Regions from separate parts of the Canis lupus genome. Here region 2 is linked to region 1. The links are chromatin contacts, called in public Hi-C maps. All regions are on one chromosome and are shown on one strand. The core of a region is the stretch at or near the end of the contact, and the rest is flanking DNA. Distances in the headings are between cores, read along the strand shown. Region 1 overlaps LOC111095431 (a long non-coding RNA gene). Region 2 overlaps LOC111095432 (a long non-coding RNA gene).

Region 1 (2,681 bases), core at 105-2,604:
AGAGTCTTTAATATTTTGCAAGAACCTTCCCCCAATCATAAAAATCACAGCATGATGGCCTTATAGTGACTATCTCAACACTGCAGTGCTAGCAGATTGCTCGGAATGCAGAAAAGCAAAACAAGATAAACAAAATACCAGTATCCACAAACAGAAAGCAGGTTCTTTTGGGGCGGTGCATGTCTTTTTGATGAGCTAAGTGTTGATTCTAACCCCAAAAGACAGAAAAGTGTGAGGTTAGATAAGTGTCTGCTAGATTCATGATTGCCATGTGGATTCTGTGAAGTCAGCTTCGAGGTCACCAGCGCTCGTTGCAGAGTAAAGGTCACCAATTGTTCATCCTTGCTCCGATTGGGCAGCTCCTGAAAGCAGAACGTGCACCACCTTCTGGAAGCCCTCTGCTAACTTCAGCTCAGCAACTGTGAAGGTGGATGCTTCTAGCAAGGGAGCTCAGGATGGATTCTGCAGGCATTGCTTGAGCAACGCCAAGTGGCCACTGGCCAGGGTCAAAGTTAAACCAGGAGATGGCTATCAAATGCAGTTGTTGGGTTTGGCACATCTCTCTTGAGCTGCTGCGGAGCAGGAAAGAGAGACGTTTGTTTGTGGCTTCAGTTCATCAGTTCTCCAGTGCACTCTTTAATCTGAGCCTTTTTATTTGCTCAAGGGAAAAACAAGTCTGCCTCCGCCCACCACGGAGGATTTAAATCGGACGGTCCCATAGAGTCCTCAGCCCACGCCTTTTTACATTTATTTTCCAGCAACCTTATTAGTTGGTTTGGGATGCCTTCTGCTTGTGTGAAAACATTTTCCAATAGATTTGCTGCTGCACATCCTATGATAAATCTAATTGTTTCCCCCTGAATCGTGCTGATCTGGGACACTGCATTTGCACTCGCATGTACGCGCTTGCACAAAGGATAGCGGGGCTGGATTAAGGCACGCAGGTCTGGCTGCACAGCCGCTCCCGTTGGGTTTTCTACGCTGTGGTTATCCTGCCTTCTGGTCGGTGAATAAATGCTGTTTGGACGGGGCCTGGCACAGATGCTTTAACCGTAAAGCTTAATGTATAACTAGTGTGTTTTTCTTCTGTGTCAGCAGTTGGCACCACGACACTGTAAATGCGGATTCGGTGAGTCGACGGGCGCGCGTGTCCGGGAGGGGAGGGCTGCCGTAAGCAGTTTTGAAATTCATGCCAGGGGTTGCTCTAAGCGATAAGGTAATTTGAGTAACCTGTACGGACTGTGGACTCGCAGGTTGCAAAAACAGGAAAGTCTCTTGTTTAAAACCCCTCTAAAGCAACATGCGGGCTTCGAAAAGAAGCAGGCTCGCGGTTAGGGATCGTACTTCCTTGTTGATAGGCTGCCGGTGACGCAAGGCCTCCTGGGATTGCAGCGCGGTGACCGCAGGCCCGACAGTTGCCCTGACCGGCCTCTGAAACAGGCCCGGGGCTTTCTGGACGGATGAGAAGTCTAAAAATTTCCCTTTTCATTTCCTCTCTTGTGTGACTTTGTCATTTTTTTTTTCTTTTCTCTAAACCGGTGATTGAAAAGGGAATTTTGCCCGTGCTCTGAAGGAGTTCATCTTGACTTAGTAGCTTCCCTCCCACTCCTCAAAAATCCCACCCTGAAAACCCCAAGCTAAAAAAATAAAAAATAAAAAAATAAAAAAAAAAAAAGCATCCATCCTGGCACATTTTTCAGTGAGCCTGTGTCTGATGAATCTGCTTGTGAAGCTGGATTCATAATGAGAAGCTCTTTAGAAACTGTATGATTTTTTTTTTTTTTTTTAAACCCTCTGGAATGTCTCTGTGTCCTCCGCCTTCTGGGAGTGTAAAGCCCAGGTAAATGCTGTGTCCTTCTGGAAACCCAACTGTCTCACGGCCAACTGAGAGGCTTGCTTGGGGTGGTCTCCGGGGAAGCTCCCAGTATATACATGCTTCTGTTCGGAAACATGAAAACAGATGCCATTCCGGGGGGACCCTGCTAACTGACCACAGCACAGAAAGCTCCATTGGCTAGATGCGTGGGCTGTCCTAGGCCTTGGAAACACTCTGTGTTACAAGAAACTTCAGAAAGGGGTTCTCCTGTCTGCCCTGGAGGGGATTCAGTGGGGACAGCTTGGTGGGCTGGACATGCTTTTAAGTGGCCGGTGCTCCTGCTCTCTGTCAAGGGGAGACAGAGGCAAACAGGTAGAAGCCATTTCCACACCCAAATTCCTCCCAAAATCCTTGTGGCTGTATTTTTTGTTACACATCATAAGCACATAGGCATATCCATATGTGTGCATGCATCTATGTACGTATGTACACACACTCACGTGTTATCTATGCTATTTGGCCCAGCCCACGAGTTCCTTTCATTTTTCAGTGAATTCAAAGAAGATAACATAAGGAAGAAGTGTGTATTTTACTGTTCCAGTAAATTACCAGTGTCACATGCCGAGTCTCACCAAACGAACCCATCTTTACTGATTCCCTTGTCTGGGCCCCGATGATCTACCTGGGATGTTTGCATGTCAGGCTGCTCTCTCTTTCTTTGGTAAGCCCAATATATCTGCCCCAATCATGTCATTGGGGCCACAAGGAAATGTAATCCTGCCAAGTGTGGGAGCTAATAACTGCCCAAATGTTAAGGTGATGCTGAAAGCAAGAGCTACTTCCTGGGTTATGCATAGGTGTTGTG
Region 2 (2,681 bases), core at 66-2,565, 170 kb after region 1:
CATCAGTAGCAACACAAGCGTAAACGCAAAGTGGATGGTCCCGTGAATCCACCACCCTCCAGATCACTCCCTCTGGTGATATCAGACGCTGATGTTCTGGAAAGACTTCCATCCACACGGGGGACGCCAAGGTCTCCCTCTGGGGGCTCATCATCCTCAGAAACTCATCCTTCCCTGGGACTCCTTCCTTTCCCCAAACAAGGTTAGGATTTAAGAACTTCTTTCATGGCAACATCTGGCTCATTTCCACCAAGTTCTTGTTTTCTTTCTTTTTTAAATCTCTCATCTAAAGTCCTTTCAGTTTAGTTCAGTTGTATCCCCCCAGCCCCCCACCCCTACCCCATCCCCTTTCTTGTTCTTCTGGCCTTTGGAGATAGTGAAGCAGAGGCGTGGGGACTCATTACCCACAGCTGATGAGTCGGGTTAGAAGTGAAAGCACTGGCTGGGACCCGACTTCTTTATTTCTTTTTGGCCACAGAGCCACAAGGCTGGGTCCCCAGCGAGCCGCCTGGGGACATCTTGTTGCACCATCTGCCTGCCCCCACCCGCCCTACCAACCGCCAGGCTCTGATTGTTGTCATTGCCGATTTTTTTTTTTTTTAATGTTTTTGTTGGTTTTATAAATTCGCTAGCTCTGTACTTAACAGACCTGGCTTGCTAGCAGAAAAGCAAAACCAGGGCAAGGAGAACAAAGGAAGAGAGGCTGGCGGAAGGCTGGTCCACACTTAGCAAGGCCACTGCACGCTCGTGCTTGGGAGGGGTTGCTGGCCAATCCTTAAAACGCATCTGAAAACTTCTCATGGCCTAAGGGTTTCAAATACCCACACTTCCTGCTCCTTGGAGAGGGTATGCACAGAATGTGAGTGACTCACCAGCGGTGGTTTTCAAACGTGTCTGTCATAAGGAGGTAGCATCAAAAGCCCATCCTGTTTCAGATGTTATTTTTTCCACTCTCAGCTATGCAGAGTATAAAAGCTCAACGCTGAAAACCAGTGTTTGTTTTGAGTGCAGAAGGTGAAGGGCGAATTAATTGTACTGCAGCAAGTAAGAACCCAACTCTCAAGCAAAAAAAAAAAAAAAAAAGAAAAAAAGAAAAAAGACATGTAAACAGTGTGTAGATGGAGTTTCAAAGCCCTTGTCTTAGAAAAGTTTAATTATATTTCAACTAAAGCCAAACTGTCAAAACATGGGAGGGCGATCTGCCTGCTTTGAAAACGCATTAGCCTTCTTATGTAAAAGCCTATAATTGATCTCCTCGCCCGAAACTAGAGATGTGCAAAGAGGGGATGGCCTCTTAGAGCTGCTCAGACGGCACTTCCCTATCGACCACGTGCGACTCTTCAGAGCCCCGCTGGTGAAGTAGGAAATTGGAGAGCAGAACAAAGCCAAGCATAAAATGCTCCGTGAACGGAAAGGGTTTAAAATATCAGGCCTGGTCTGTGCAATGTGTAGGCCCAGGGCACTGTTGATGATCGTTTACATAGAGGAAACCCCCGGGGGCAGGGGCGCCCGGGCGGCTCAGTGGTGGAACGGCCGACTCTTGGTTTCGGCTGCGGTTTATGATATCAGGGTCATGGGATCGAGTCCCCCATTGGGCTCCTTGCGGGATGTGGAGCCTGCTTGAGACTCTCTCTCTCCCTCTGGCCCTCCCCCACTCCCCTCTATAAAAACAACAACAATAAAACACACAGAAGAAACCGTGGGAGAGCTCCTCACAGTCCAGAAAGCAAATTAGAGGTAAGAGCAGGCTGCACCTTCTTCCTCCTGAGAAGCAGGGATGTGTCGGCACTGCCCGGGGCCTGAGGCCTCTCTCCTCCATACGGACCACTCCCAGCCCAGCCAGGGCTGGTTTGGGGGTTGCTTCTCTTCTTCTAGACTCCACTTGGCCTCTTACCCCAGGAAGGAACTCCGGAGGGTTGAGGCTTTGCCCTCCTCATCTCACTTCCCATTCCCAGATCTCCTTCAGTGATCTTCTAGAACTTTCTGGTTGCCCTGGCAGACATTTTTTTTCTTTTCTTTTCAGAAAGTCTCAGCAATTTTTTTTTAATTTATTATTTTTTAATTTTTATTTTATTTTTATTTATTTATGATAGTCACAGAGAGAGAGAGAGAGGCAGAGACATAGTCAGAGGGAGAAGCAGGCTCCATGCACCGGGAGCCCGATGTGGGATTCGATCCCGGGTCTCCAGAATCGCGCCCTGGGCCAATGGCAGGCGCCAAACCGCTGCGCCACCCAGGGATCCCTTGTTTTTAATTTAAACATTTTTTTTTTTGACAACCTTTAGGGGCAGCTCAGTCGATCAAGCGTCCAACTCTCACTGTCAGCTCAGGTCATGATCTCAGAGTCGTGGGTTGGAGCCCCGCGGCAGGCTCCACGCTCAGCAGACATTCTGATCTTACTCTTTTGATGTCAGAGAGTTCTCTATATTCAGAAACCATTCTCAAACAGAATCACACTTGCGCTAAGGGAAAGTTAACGATGTCAGCCATAGGACACATATTTCGGGTTGGGCTGGATTACGCATCAAAATAGACCATGATAGGAACAGCAGTAGCAAAACGGCTGGGAATTACTGGACTAAGGCTTGCATTCTCGTAAGTAGCCACCATCCTTCCTCCTCCTCCTTCTCCTCCTCCTCCTCCTCCTCCTCCTGGTGAGCAGCAGGCCTGGCCTGCGATCA

Evidence for each region. Hi-C and Micro-C count contacts between places; a contact is called where the count stands out from the background.
Region 2: a Hi-C map of blood shows a contact between it and region 1, with 3 times the contacts expected there. The contact joins two enhancer-like sites. A contact is called at or near these places in 2 of 9 Hi-C or Micro-C datasets (both in blood).

Annotation. Positions count from the first base shown.
Region 1 is chr4:5,309,952-5,312,632 of UU_Cfam_GSD_1.0, forward strand. LOC111095431 (a long non-coding RNA gene) reads left to right here. Exons shown (of 3, transcript XR_005357751.1): 1 at 1-1,840; 2 at 2,367-2,537. All of the region lies in intron 2 of LOC111095430 (a long non-coding RNA gene), which reads right to left. Among named protein-coding and RNA genes, the nearest start is that of TOMM20, 150 kb to the left of the region's middle. Within about 2 kb of position 1,355, at least 9 of the 20 cell types and tissues checked have an H3K27ac peak or open chromatin away from gene starts, as enhancers often do. A contact at or near this core is called in blood, where this site is marked.
Region 2 is chr4:5,482,271-5,484,951 of UU_Cfam_GSD_1.0, forward strand. LOC111095432 (a long non-coding RNA gene) reads left to right here. Exons shown (of 5, transcript XR_005357761.1): 2 at 1-202. Among named protein-coding and RNA genes, the nearest start is that of IRF2BP2, 130 kb to the right of the region's middle. Within about 2 kb of position 1,316, at least 5 of the 20 cell types and tissues checked have an H3K27ac peak or open chromatin away from gene starts, as enhancers often do. A contact at or near this core is called in blood, where this site is marked.